2 separate regions of the Mus musculus genome follow, and region 2 is linked to region 1. A link is a contact called in public HiChIP or PLAC-seq data. All regions are on one chromosome and are shown on one strand. The core of a region is the stretch at or near the end of the contact, and the rest is flanking DNA. Distances in the headings are between cores, read along the strand shown.

Region 1 (6,189 bases), core at 2,760-5,259:
GCGACCCTGAAGGCCATGTTTGCTGCTCAGGCTGCGGCCACCTCTGCTTTGACGCAGAGCTTGCTTGTGTTAGAGCTCCCTTTCCGCATCAGAACCAGGCATCGCTGTGTGGACCCTGGAAGTCTCAGTCCCCATCAGAGGAGTCTGGCACCTACCTCCTGAAACAATTCTGAAATAATTGGGAGGTGTGGACTGTGGTGTGTGCTGAGAGGGGGCGTTGTTGGCTCGCCACCACCTCTGCAGGGCTAAAACACCCCTGGGCATCACAGGAGACAGTCGCCCTTAACTTAGGCAAAGCCTGTTTTCCTCTTTGCATACTTTCTTGTAAACCGGAGTTAGAACACAAGAGGGTCGTTTATTCATTCCGTAATGCTACAGGTTCTCCTGAGCCTGGGTCTGAGTGTTCAAGGCCTTTGCTTGTTGTGACCACACAGGGACGTGAAGAAGCTGAGGTCTGCCTTGCTGTCCTCGACTCTCACGCCATCCAAGGCCAGGCTTCTGGTAGATTTCACCATCCTGCTGAAATACCCCCCTTCTTCAGGGTGAATGTAGTCTATCATTTAGTTATCCGGAACTGGAGGAAGCTTAGACATGCCCTTATCCAGCCCTCGGGCAGGTGCCAGCTCACTGTCCTCTGTTTAGCATGTTGAAGCCTGAGAGTGCCTGGCTCTGTCCTGTGTGTAACGCTCACATAACCACACCGGTACCGACAGGGCAGGGACGCATCAAAGGAGGCAGGCGGCACATCCCCCTTACGACCTCTTGAAGAGACTCCAGTGGCTCCGATCAAGCAGGGATGAATCTCTATCCAGCAGGTCTTCCTTGAGCACTGCCACAGCTGGCTGAGATGGTCACGTGTGCCGTCCCATTAAATCCCCACAATGCCGAACCCCTTCTGCTAGGGCGTCATACTGAACAGAGAAGTGGTCGGTGCAGGAGCCTGCTGAGCGCTCTGTGCATCCTCCCTCGTGCCCAGCAATGCCGGGTTGTGCTGCTTCCAGTGCCGCAGCCACAGCTGCACACCAACATGCCCCTCTTCCTTTCCCATCCTTACTGCCTCTGCTCCGCTGGCTTCGTCTGCTTTCCAGGTGGAGTCTCCATAACTCAGGCTGGTCTCAGACTCACAGGCCACAGCCCTGAGTGCCTCCCTCCCTGCAAGTGGCCTGGGGACTAAGAGGTCATCTTTCTTGGCTCAGCAGCCTAAGAATCTGTTTCTGACAAGACGCAGACTCTGCAGGAGGGACTGTCATTGAACATGACAGGAAGACGGCAGGGGTACCTCAAAACTAGGGCTCAGTGCTGCCAGGTCACTCGTTGGCTTTGTGTCAAAAGCCACCAGGACAGCACAAGGGAGGATGAGTAGACCCCATGGGCGTGGTCTGTCGTGTCAGCAGAGTGTGACAGTACTGCCCCAGGATAAAACTTAGCACTCCCACATCAGGGCACACGGAGTGGCTGTCAGATGCCAGGAAGGCCTGCAGAGAGAACCCAGAGGCATCTGCCTTAGTTCTGGTCAGGTCACTGTCGCTGTGACAAAATACGGTGACCAAAAGCAGCATGGGAGGAAAGGCTTCATCTGGCTTCCACGTCCACTGAGAGAAGCCAAGGCAGGAACTCATATTGGGCAGGAACCTGGAGGCAGCAGCTAACACAGAGGCAGTGGAGAGGGCTGCATACTGGCTTGCTCTCTGCTTTGCTCTGCCTGCTTTCTGAGAGCACCCAGGATACCTGTCACTAATTAAGGAAATAGCCCACAGGCTTCCTGCAGCCAGATCTTAAGGGGTAATTTCTCAAGTGAGTTCCCTCCCTCAGATGACTATAGCTTGTGTCGAGGTATCATCGAGGTTTGGTGGACTCGGAAAGTGTATGTGGGTTCTGGAGAGGAGATGCACATTCAGTGTCTGCATTTACCGATCTTGGTTTCCAGTGCTGCGGCTTACACCGAGAGCCTGGCATGGGCTAAGCACACTTACCCCACAGAACGACACCCCACAAGGAGCTGACCACATGGCAGCCAAGCTCAGAGCTCTCCCAGCGGCACGTTCCACTGTCCCTGCCCTCCTGTGGGCAGACTGCATCATCACTGCACATGGGCTTCCCGCCATTTCTCCTGCCGCAGCTGTCCCGCCGCCAGCTGGTCTTTTAGTTCAGAAAGCTGGCCTGCCTGCTCCAGCCTTTGCAGCCTCTTCCCCACGGTTGCCTTCAGCAGCCAAGACACTGGGGTTTTCACCTTACATGTCCTGTAAGCCTGACTCCGCCCATGAGCTGAGAGATTCCCATGCTGCCCTAGTCTCCTCCACCGTTAATGAGCAGAGCTAGCTAGCTAGCCCCGTCAGGCCCTGTATCCTCCTGGGGGCAGTCTCCTCGTGCCTATGAGTGAGACACGGTAGCCATCAAATGAATCCTCCATGGCTGCTATGCAGACCTGTGTGGTTAGACTCATGGGTTTGCCAAGGCTGTGCTCCTCACGGGCGGAAACTCTGTCTCCATAGGACGGCTACGAACAGCTCCGGCAGCTTTCCCAGCATGCCATGAAGGGTGTGATCCGAGTGAAGTTTGTCAACGACCTCGGGGTGGACGAGGCTGGGATTGACCAGGATGGTGTCTTCAAGGAGTTTCTGGAAGAGATCATCAAGAGGGTGTTTGACCCCGCACTCAACCTGTTCAAGGTGGTGAAGGGGATGCTGGTGGGGCTGGCAGCCGCCCGACTCGGGGATCCCGTGCAGAGTAAAGACAGGCCTCTAACGTCCACCTCTTCCCGCCCTTTCTCCTGGCAGACAACCAGCGGGGATGAGCGGCTGTACCCATCACCCACGTCCTACATTCACGAGAATTACCTGCAGCTCTTCGAGTTTGTGGGGAAGATGCTGGGAAAGGCAGTGTATGAGGTAGGCGCGCAAAGGAGCCTGGGACAGCTGTGCAGTGGTGCCTGAGAGCGGGGCGTGGTAATGCACACACTCTAGTCCTGTCATTCAGGAGGCCGAGGCAGGGGGATTATGAGTTTGAGGCCAGCCTGGGATACACAGCTAGACCCTATCTCAAAAAGAAAATATAAAGTGATATGTGTGTGTCTGTTTGGAGATGGAACCTGGGCTTCACAAGCTAAGACAGCACTTTCTGTCCCTGAGCCACCCGAGCTCAGCTATCGCATGTCACTTGAGTTGATTCTGTAGGGACAGAGGTTCCTGGAGTTAGCCAGCTTGAACAGAAAGATTGGATGTAGCCAGCAGTGCAGCAGGCACCACATTTCCTTCCTGTCGTCTCATCAGTAAAGGGGGGATCAGAAAAGCCACGTGACTGGGTTGTCCTCCGTGGTGAGTAAAAGCTGTGCCTGGCACCAGGTCCAAGTCTCCCTTGGCACCCTTGGCTTCTTAGCCTCACAGGGTCATGGTAGTGAGGACTTTCTCGGAGCGATCCTCTCTGAGCGCCTGGTTCCCATCCATGGGCACCCAGGCTGTGAGAGCCACCTGCGCAGCTCAGCTGAGGTGGCCCCAAGGCCTGCGCCTACACCTGCGCCGCGCCGGAGATGCTTTCTTAGATGACCCGAGGGAGAACTGCAGGCTGCATGTAGACTCCACCAGTGCCCGCCCTCCAGCTGCCCAGGGCTGAGAGCTGAGCCCTGCCTCACGTCTCTTCCAGGGGATCGTGGTAGATGTGCCCTTTGCCTCCTTCTTCCTGAGCCAGATGCTCGGGCACCACCACAGCGTCTTCTACAGCTCCGTGGATGAGCTTCCCTCCCTGGACTCGGAGTTTTATAAAAACCTCACCTCCATCAAGGTTAGTGCTGACTGGGGTGTGTCCACAGCCAGGTGACCAGCTGAGTCACCTTTCCTGTCACTGAGACTTAACCCCAACCCCACACCAGCCCCCATGCTCTCTCTCTCTGTTCCATTAGCGCTACGATGGAGACATCGCAGACCTCGGGCTGACGCTGTCTTACGATGAAGACGTCATGGGTCAGGTATGTGGCTGACCTGGCAGGCTGCTTCTGCTCTTGATGTGCTCCGACTCATGCTTTCCCTCAGAGATCTGCTCACTGGGGCAGTGAGTGTTCACGCCAGCCGCTGTCCTCAGCAGCAGCCTACCTCTGTGGCACCCAGCAGCCTCAGTGCAAATGTTTGGACAAGGGTTGGATGAGAAATCTTTCCTACTGATCGCAGGAGGCCTGCTTGTTGATGTTTTGGCCCCAGGCTTTTGTGAAAGATGATCTTTCTCAAACACACAGCATCTTCATTCCATGGGCGTTGTTCAGGCCCTTTCATCTTCAGGAAGCATCGCTGGCGTTAGAGTTCTCTCTGGTAATTACTCCCGTCCTCTCCCCCAGCTCGTCTGCCACGAACTGGTTCCCGGAGGGAAGACCATCCCGGTTACAGATGAGAACAAGTGAGTATGGCAGTGAGCGCCTGAGGCCAGCACCTGCGAGGACCGCTCTGGCTCGGGCTCAGGCTGAGAACTGAGCAAGATAGATGGGTGGAAAGAGGCCATAAATATCCTAATGGGATTTCCTGGTTACAGTTCATAGGATAGAATTGTAGTAAATTCAATTTGCAAAATAAGAGTGGATGGCTTACTCTTCGCAGAAGCACTTGGAAGGTCAGAGGTACCGTTCTTAGGAATGGAATGTAGGGCTAGTCCCCGCTGAGGCGGATGGAGCTCTAAGCAGCTTTGGCATGCTGTCCCAAGTGAGGGCAGGCGAGCCGGGACCCTTCCGAATGGCCAGCCGTGTGCCGCTGATCTCAGGAAGACAGGGTGAATGCAGACGCAGCACATATGTACATAAAGGCAGGGAGTTGAAGGAGGTGCTGGGGCAGGCGCGGTAGTGCCTGTCACAGATAATGTGCTTTTTTTAGTAATGTCAGAAATTCAGTCCTTTTGATCCCAGAAACAAACCCCTCAACGCATGCTCTGCACCCAGGCTTTCCCACCTAATTAAAAGGGAGGAGCTTGGCAGGAGGAGGGGACACTGGCCCTCTTGTGAGTTTTCTGCCACTCCAACTCTGGAATTTGAACTGTTTGTCTTAGCATCCATCTCAACAAGGACAGGCGAGGGCTCAGGCCCTGTGACTCATCTGGCCCCAGTGCAGTGTTCCTGGGCTCTGTTCCTCTCGGGTCAGCTAGTTTGGTAGCCAGTGCGCTGGGGGAGAGGGAGGGGTTAGGGTTTAACTTTAGAAGTCTTCAGTAGGGGTGAAAGCCATCAGCATTGCTCTTAACCACGTGGCGTTGGTTTGAAAACTTTAACAAAGCGTTGCCTGCAGAGAAAGGATGACTGAGGTCTGAGTCTACAGAGTGAGTTCTGGTCCTGCCTGTGTGTGGCTGTGACTTCCTCAGGGGGCAGCAGTGTTTTGTGTGTAAAACAGCCTTTGAGACGTCTAGCTGAAAAGAGGGCCCAAACTTTTTGACAGCAGATATAGGGAGGTCAGCAGATATGGGGAGGTCATCTTTGTGCCTGGAGCTTTGGCAAAGGGGGAGGGATGGAGAGAGAGGAGAGAGAACGAGACAGAGAAAGAATATGTGACAGAGAGAGAGAAGTGTACAAATGACAGAAGAGGCCAAAGGCCATAGAAGAAGAAGAAGAATCTGTGGGGCTGAGGACCTGGGGATATGGCAAGGGTACCTGGGGTGTGTGTATGTGTCTCACACACACACACACACACACACACACACACACAGTATTAGTAACCTCCTTCATAGAGTACATGGAAGGAATAGAGAATTGAAATTTCATATTTGAATGTATTAGTGTGTAATGTTTGTTGCTGTTTGTTTGTTTGTTTATTATATGTAAGTACACTGTAGCTGACTTCAGACACTCCAGAAAAGGGCGTCATATCTCGTTATGGGTGGTTTTGAGCCACCATATGGTTGCTGGGATTTGAACTCATAACCTTTGGAAGAGCAGTCAGTGTTCTTACCTGTTCTTACCTGCTGAGCCATCTTACCAGCCCTGTTGCTGTTTTTTAACTAGAAATATTTTGAGGACAATAACTTTGGCCTGGGCACTGTGGGGCAAAACAGAATTATTTAGACTATTCTTAACATGCAGTTTTTAATAGCGTACATGGGCATGCTTGCCAACAGATCAGCAACACTGGCAAGCCTGCTTGGGGTACCAGCCTGCTGCTGTAGACAAGCTAGATCCAAGGGCATGAAACACTACCTGGAGACCCTTTTCCCCATCAGTGCGGGTTA
Region 2 (6,189 bases), core at 1,126-3,625, 200 kb after region 1:
TGAGGCCCCATGGCTACACCGAGCTGCCCTGAAGTATGCGTTTCTCGACTGCAGTCAAAACCAGGGCGTCAGTGGCACCGGGAGTGGTGCTAGGGGGCAGACCACCCTGCTATCTGCAGCGGTGTGTGTGTGTGTGTGTGTGTGTGTGTGTGTGTGTGTGTGAGTTCAGAGCAATCTGTCCTGTGGCTGGGTTCCTATTTCCTGGGCCTCAGTTTCCCCTCTGGGAGCCGAGATGGATGACCTGAAGAACATTCTAGATGCCATGACCCTGGTCACAAGGGTCATGATCAGACAGGACAGCCTCGGGACACATAAGGTCACCAACATGGTAGAAGGCGACCCACCCACAGTCAAAGGCTCAGAGCGCTCTGCACAGGTGAAGCGCTGCAGCTGCCAAAGCCCTCCCATGCCCTCCGCACTCCTAGCTGCTCTGTGTGTGGCGGGAGGCAACACACAGGCTGCGGGTTGTATTTGCCTTCAGAACTAAGGGCTGGCCAGCATGGTTGGGGCTGGATGCTGGGCAGCCAGACGGTCTCCTCCACCCTCCTACCGCAGCTGTGGCTATCTCTGTTCTACACGCCAAGAGCTCTCTCCCTGGAGCTATCTTGGGCTTCCATGTCTCCAGGCTGAGCAGGTAGGCAGGCACTTGATACTACATCCATAGCTATATCAGTAGAGCCACCAAGGGGCGACTTCTGCATCTTACCAGATCAGGACAGCCAGAGTCTGAGAACCACCGGGACGAACACCAGCTCAAAGAACAGAGACCTTAGGCTCCACCCCCAGCCCCTGCCCAAAACAAGAAACTGCACCCTAGAGACACAGACCACACTGGCATACTAAAGGCTCTGACGAGTCCCTAGCTTAGCCCACTATTCTGTCAACATCTGAACTTAAGGGTTTTGTTTTGTTTTCTATTAAAGTCCCAGGGAATGGAGGGCTCAGGAGACCCCTCTGTGCTGCAGTAGAGGAAGGAGTACCTTACTCCTGGGCCTCGGTTTCCCCAGTTGTAACACAGTATAATGTGCTGTGGTGGAGGAAAGATTTGAATCCAACAGTGGTCAGGAGTCTCGACCTCGTCTAACTTTGCCGCATCCTATCAGGAAGGGAGGACAGTGCGGCAGGATGACCCCTCTGAACGCCCATCCATTTGAGGCGGGAGGGAGCTCACTGCATAGCCTGGCCTTGAAACTCATCCTTCCTGAGAGGCCAAGTCCTGAGATCACAGGTATGTCCTAGCACACCCAGGTGAAAACGATTTTGAAGAGAAACCCGAGGCCCAGGGAGGGAAGACAGCTTGCCTGTTGATCGCAAGGAATTTGATCCTAAACCATCCAGAAACGAGGCCACCTTCTCACAGAACACAGGCTGCTCCCAAGTCCAGGGTTCCAAGTGTCCCTTAGGCCTTTTCTGAGAGGCCCCAGGTATGACCACAGCTGACCCCAATTATGGCCACCTGGGAAAGTTAGTGCACCTGTTGCTGATAAATTTCGACACCTTCATAGACGCACGAGAGTCTAAATTAAAAAAATTAAAATCCGGGCTGGTGAGATGGCTCAGTGGGTAAGAGCACCCGACTGCTCTTCCGAAGGTCAGGAGTTCAAATCCCAGCAACCACATGGTGGCTCACAACCATCTGTAACAAGATCTGACTCCCTCTTCTGGGGTGTCTGAGGACAGCTACAGTGTACTTATAATAAATAAATAAATAAATCTTTAAAAAAAAAATTAAAATCCTTGTGGGGCTCAGTATGGCACTTGCTTACAAGCTCTGGGTCGCCCACCACCACCACCACCAAACTCCCAAGAAGCTACTAGAAGTGAACCTGGTAATAAGACAGGAATCAGGTTTGAGTCCTGCCTCTGCCACATTCTCACTGTGTACCCTGGAGTGGTTTCCATTATTTGGTCTCACCGCTTTCTCTGTAAAATGGAGTTAAGGCCCCGTGCTTCCTACCTATATGGTGAGTGACAGACACCTTGGCTTCACTCACTAAGATCAGAAAATGCATCCTCTCAAATCATGAGACATCTTAAGGGGAGGGTAGCCCAAGGGTTAGCTGAGTCATAAGGGGCTCAGTGGTGTCATGGGGGGGCGGGGCTTATACGCTTTTAGTCATCGTCTTAGTCTCTATTCTGTTGCTGCGAGGAGACACCATGACCACAGCATTATAAAGGAGAGCATTTAACTGGGAGGCTGGCTTACAGTTTCAGAGGCTTTGTCCATTATCATCATGACAGGGAGCATGGTGCTGGAGAAATAGTGGAGAGCTACGTCCTGATCCGCAGGCAGAGAAAGAGCAAGACTGCGCCTGACATAGGCTCTAGAAACCCCAGAGCCCACCAGCCAGTGATACACTTCCTCCAACAAGGCCACACCCACTCAAGCAAGGCCATACCTACTCTAATGAGGCCACACCCAACCTAGCAAGGCCACACTCCAAACAAGACCACGCCCACTCTAACAAGGCCGTACCTACTCTAGTGAGGGCACATCCCCAAGCAAGCCCATGTCTACTCTAACAAGGCCACACTGCTCCCAGCCTGGCCTAGCCACACACACCCTTAGCTCTGCAGTCCCTAGGGTGTGAGTCTCCCCTGGCCACAGCTCTCCCATCTTCTTACCTCCCACCTATCCATTTGTGAGATCCCCAGACCTCATTGCCCCCAGGAGGGTTAGGAGGTACCTAGCTCTCAAGGACATGCTTTGGGGGACCAGGGTAGAGATAAAGGCACAGAAGGTAACTTGACGGCTCACCCACAGGAGCCACAGACACGGCATGGAGGTCACATTATTCGCTTTAAACGGTGGTGACGACCCTGAGAGGTAACTTCATTTGATACCCCGGAGCTCTGGCGAAGCGTCTCTTGACCAAACCCCTCTGCTTTGGTGGCCAATGTATCCATTATTTTCCAGAAATCTTTAAACCTTGGGGGATAGTGTTCGTCACACGTACTGCACGCATGCGCACCCCGAATGACTCCCTCCAGGAAAGAAGACAGAGGTCCCTGAAAGGAAAGGGCTCCAAGAGAGCACCGGGAGCCACAGGGGTGGGATCCCCCGAGTGGCAGCTGATAGGGTCCCCGTGCAGAAGCAACCTGGGGAGGCAGAGGCCATGAGCACACAGTGCTGGGTTCAAATGTCACCTTCACCGCTGGTGGCCCTGGCGAGGGTCCTGGCATCTAGGATGCTATTGAGTCCTGGTTCCGGGCTTGGCTGGGTTCTGTAACCAGTAACTGTAGCTGACTGCACCATTTAAAACAAAACAAAACAAGGGGCTAAAGAGATGGCTCAGTGCTTAAGAGCACGGGCTGCCCTTTCAGAGGATGTGGGTTCGATTCCCGCATCCACGCGCCTCACCACCATCTGTAACTCCTGTTGCAGACCCTCTTCTGGCCCCCATGAGCACTGTAGGGACAACGATAAAAATAAACCCCTTTTTAAAAAAGAGAAAACTCAGCAGTATCTAAACTCGCTCATTCCGCAGGCATCTGTGGGGTTTTTATTTTTATTTTTTTTTTTGGTGAGCGCTGCAAAGCCCCGGGCCACGTGACTGTTCATCAGCCTGTCACTCATCCTTGCCTTAAGGCGGGCCAGGAAGATACCAACCCCCATTGGCCAACACACATCACATGGTTAAGCTCAGGTGTTGGAAATTATGCTCTGCTCAGTAAGCAAGCTGCATGGACTAGCAGTGCGGCGTGATGTCACACACCTGCTCTACCTGCACGTGGGAGGTGGAGGCAGGATTGAGAGTTCAAGGCCAGCCCCGGATACGGGGCAGAAATAAAATATAAAAATAAAGGAAGAGGCTGTGGTGCAACCTAGCACACGTGGTACAGGCTAACTTTCCCGTGGTGGTGGAGGTGGCTGGTCCTGCCTTGGGGGATGTGGTAGAGTTTTGACTCTAGCCAAAAACCAGGTCTGACTAATGAGAGAGCATTCTGCTTCCCTGGCTCTCAGAGAGTTGGGGAGTGGTCCTGAGCTGCCCAGTAAGAGCCAGTCCTGGGTGGATCAAGTTGCCAACCTCGTGGGCCAGTACCTGGGAAATCCTGACTGGGGCAAACCCCACACATAATCAGCGGCTGCTGAGGCACAGAAGAAACTGAAGCTGCCTGGATCCAGCCATACCTGAAGCTAGAACCGCGTGGTCATTTTCAGCCATATGGGCCATTCTATGCGCTGGGAAGCTGAGTTAGGGCGCTGGTTTGCCAGCCCGAGCTACAGAACAAGTTTGAAGCTGATCCAGTCAGCCCAGCAGGACTCAAATCACCAATTCATACTCATACATCTTGTCACATACAACGGAGAAAGTTTGTTTACTAACTTGGGGGAAGTATTAGAGGCTACCTACCAGATTAGGCTAGAGATATGGCTCAACGTTACCTCCAAGGCTGATGGTCTGAGTTCAATCCCCAGTATCCACATAGTAAAGGGGGGAACTGATTGCCTTCTGACGTCATGGTATGTGTGTCCCACCCCTCACCCCACCCCCACACACAAAATAATTTTATTTAAAAAGAAGGGCTGGAGAGATGGCTCAGCGATCCTAGATCCTAGATTCACAACACGAAGTCAGCTTGTGCAGTCTGTTAACTCCAGTTCCAAGGGATATGCGCCCTCTCCTGGCCTCTGCAGGAACTGCATGCTCATGGTAACAGACGTGAAGGCAACACACCCGTACATAAATATATATATACTAAGGATGCCAACTTTATAAGACTCCCCGAAAGATTTAAATGGAGTGACACAGAATCCCAAAGGGGTCTGTTAGCAAAGGTGGGATTGTACTACCTACGAGAAACCCTAGAGACCCCTGCAGAGAGGGCACTGGAACCCTGGAGACGCAAGAGTACACGAAACTGGGGTGTCCACACAGGCTTGCTCCTGAGCAAACACCCCTGCGCTTTGTTCCAAGCACGGAAAGGGTGGGGTGTGGCTTGATGGCAGAGGGCTTGCTTGAAACCCTAGATTCCACCCCAGCACCTCAACACTAGAAAGCGGCATGAGCCTCCGGCTGGGAACAACAGATCTACATAAACTATGATTTATGGATTATGACGTCGCTTTGTGTCGTTGTGACGTCACTGCCCAACCGTGTCATCGCAGGCCGTCGTTGTTTGTGTATTCCAAGTGAAACACCTAATTCTCAGAGCGACGCACGCAATCCGCAGAGGGTGGGAGCTTTGGCTCTCTCGTTTTCACCCCGCAAAAAGTGTCCCACAGATCACTAGCTTAAGGGGGGAAAAAGGCGAAATTAACAGAATAGCCCCAACCCTGGCGGATCACTTTCACACCATTGTGGAAATCCGAAAATTTTAAGCAGAATCATCCCAAGTTGGGGGACTGTGCTCAGGCAAACGGGCATTTGTAAGCTGTGGGACCAGGTGTGGTGTCTGTCATGTTCTAAACCTTAGGACGCTTCAGTCTGGCAGGCACGGACCCCGGGATCCAGTTCAGGGACAGCATGGGAGAATCCTTGGCTGCTGGAGGGAGGGGCTGAAGGAACCAGGGTGCTTCAGCTGGGAGAAGGGAGGGTGCTCATCAAGGGTGGGCTGTAAAACTTTGCTGGGTGTTTTTTTCTGTTTATACAGGGTCTCATGCAGCCCAGGGTTGCCTTGAACTCATTATAAAAACTTGAACCTTTTTTGATTGTCTCACTATGCAGACCAGGTTGGCCTCGAACTCACAGAGCTCCGTCAGACCCTGCCTCTGAGGCTTGTGCCACCATGCCTGGCTAAAGGAAAAAAAGAAAAAGAAAAAAGAAGCTGGGCAGTGGTGGCATATGCCTTTAATCCCAGCACTTGGGAGGCAGAGGCAGGTGGAGTTCTGAGTTCGAGGCCAGCCTGGTCTACAGAATGAGTTCCAGGACAGTCAGAGCTATACAGAGAAACTCTGTCTCAAAAAAAGTCCTTTAAAGTCTCCTAAATGAAACATAGCCTTTCTTGGTGGCATTGCTGAAGGTCCTCTGGGGGAGGGATAGGACCATAGCATATACTGCAGCCTCTCTGGTCAGAGAGCTATGCTGCTTTGATCCACTAGGGGTCACTATCTCCCTGTTGCCCTCTCCCACTTAGGTCGATTACTGCTTCCTGTCCGCTGATAGGCTGAAGTGTAAGACACAATCTTGGCCAATATTTCGAGAACACAGGCTAGGCTGACGGGGTCTGCGGGTGGGAGACGGAGGA

The links. HiChIP or PLAC-seq counts read pairs in DNA pulled down with a chosen protein or histone mark.
Region 2: an H3K27ac HiChIP or PLAC-seq map of trophoblast stem cells shows a contact between it and region 1, with 3 times the contacts expected there. The contact joins two enhancer-like sites. A contact is called at or near these places in 1 of 39 promoter capture datasets (the SN4741 cell line), 1 of 484 Hi-C or Micro-C datasets (palatal mesenchyme) and 3 of 115 datasets of contacts at active chromatin or transcription factors (cardiomyocytes, embryonic basal ganglia and trophoblast stem cells).

Annotation. Positions count from the first base shown.
Region 1 is chr5:114,408,527-114,414,715 of GRCm38.p6, forward strand. Ube3b (ubiquitin protein ligase E3B) reads left to right here. Exons shown (of 28, transcript NM_054093.3): 20 at 2,493-2,669; 21 at 2,778-2,888; 22 at 3,640-3,777; 23 at 3,896-3,961; 24 at 4,325-4,383. Among named protein-coding and RNA genes, the nearest start is that of Mir7027, 7.2 kb to the left of the region's middle. Within about 2 kb of position 4,010, at least 48 of the 459 cell types and tissues checked have an H3K27ac peak or open chromatin away from gene starts, as enhancers often do. A contact at or near this core is called in trophoblast stem cells, where this site is marked.
Region 2 is chr5:114,614,421-114,620,609 of GRCm38.p6, forward strand. No RefSeq gene overlaps it. Among named protein-coding and RNA genes, the nearest start is that of Gm34844, 20 kb to the left of the region's middle. Within about 2 kb of position 2,376, at least 17 of the 459 cell types and tissues checked have an H3K27ac peak or open chromatin away from gene starts, as enhancers often do. A contact at or near this core is called in trophoblast stem cells, where this site is marked.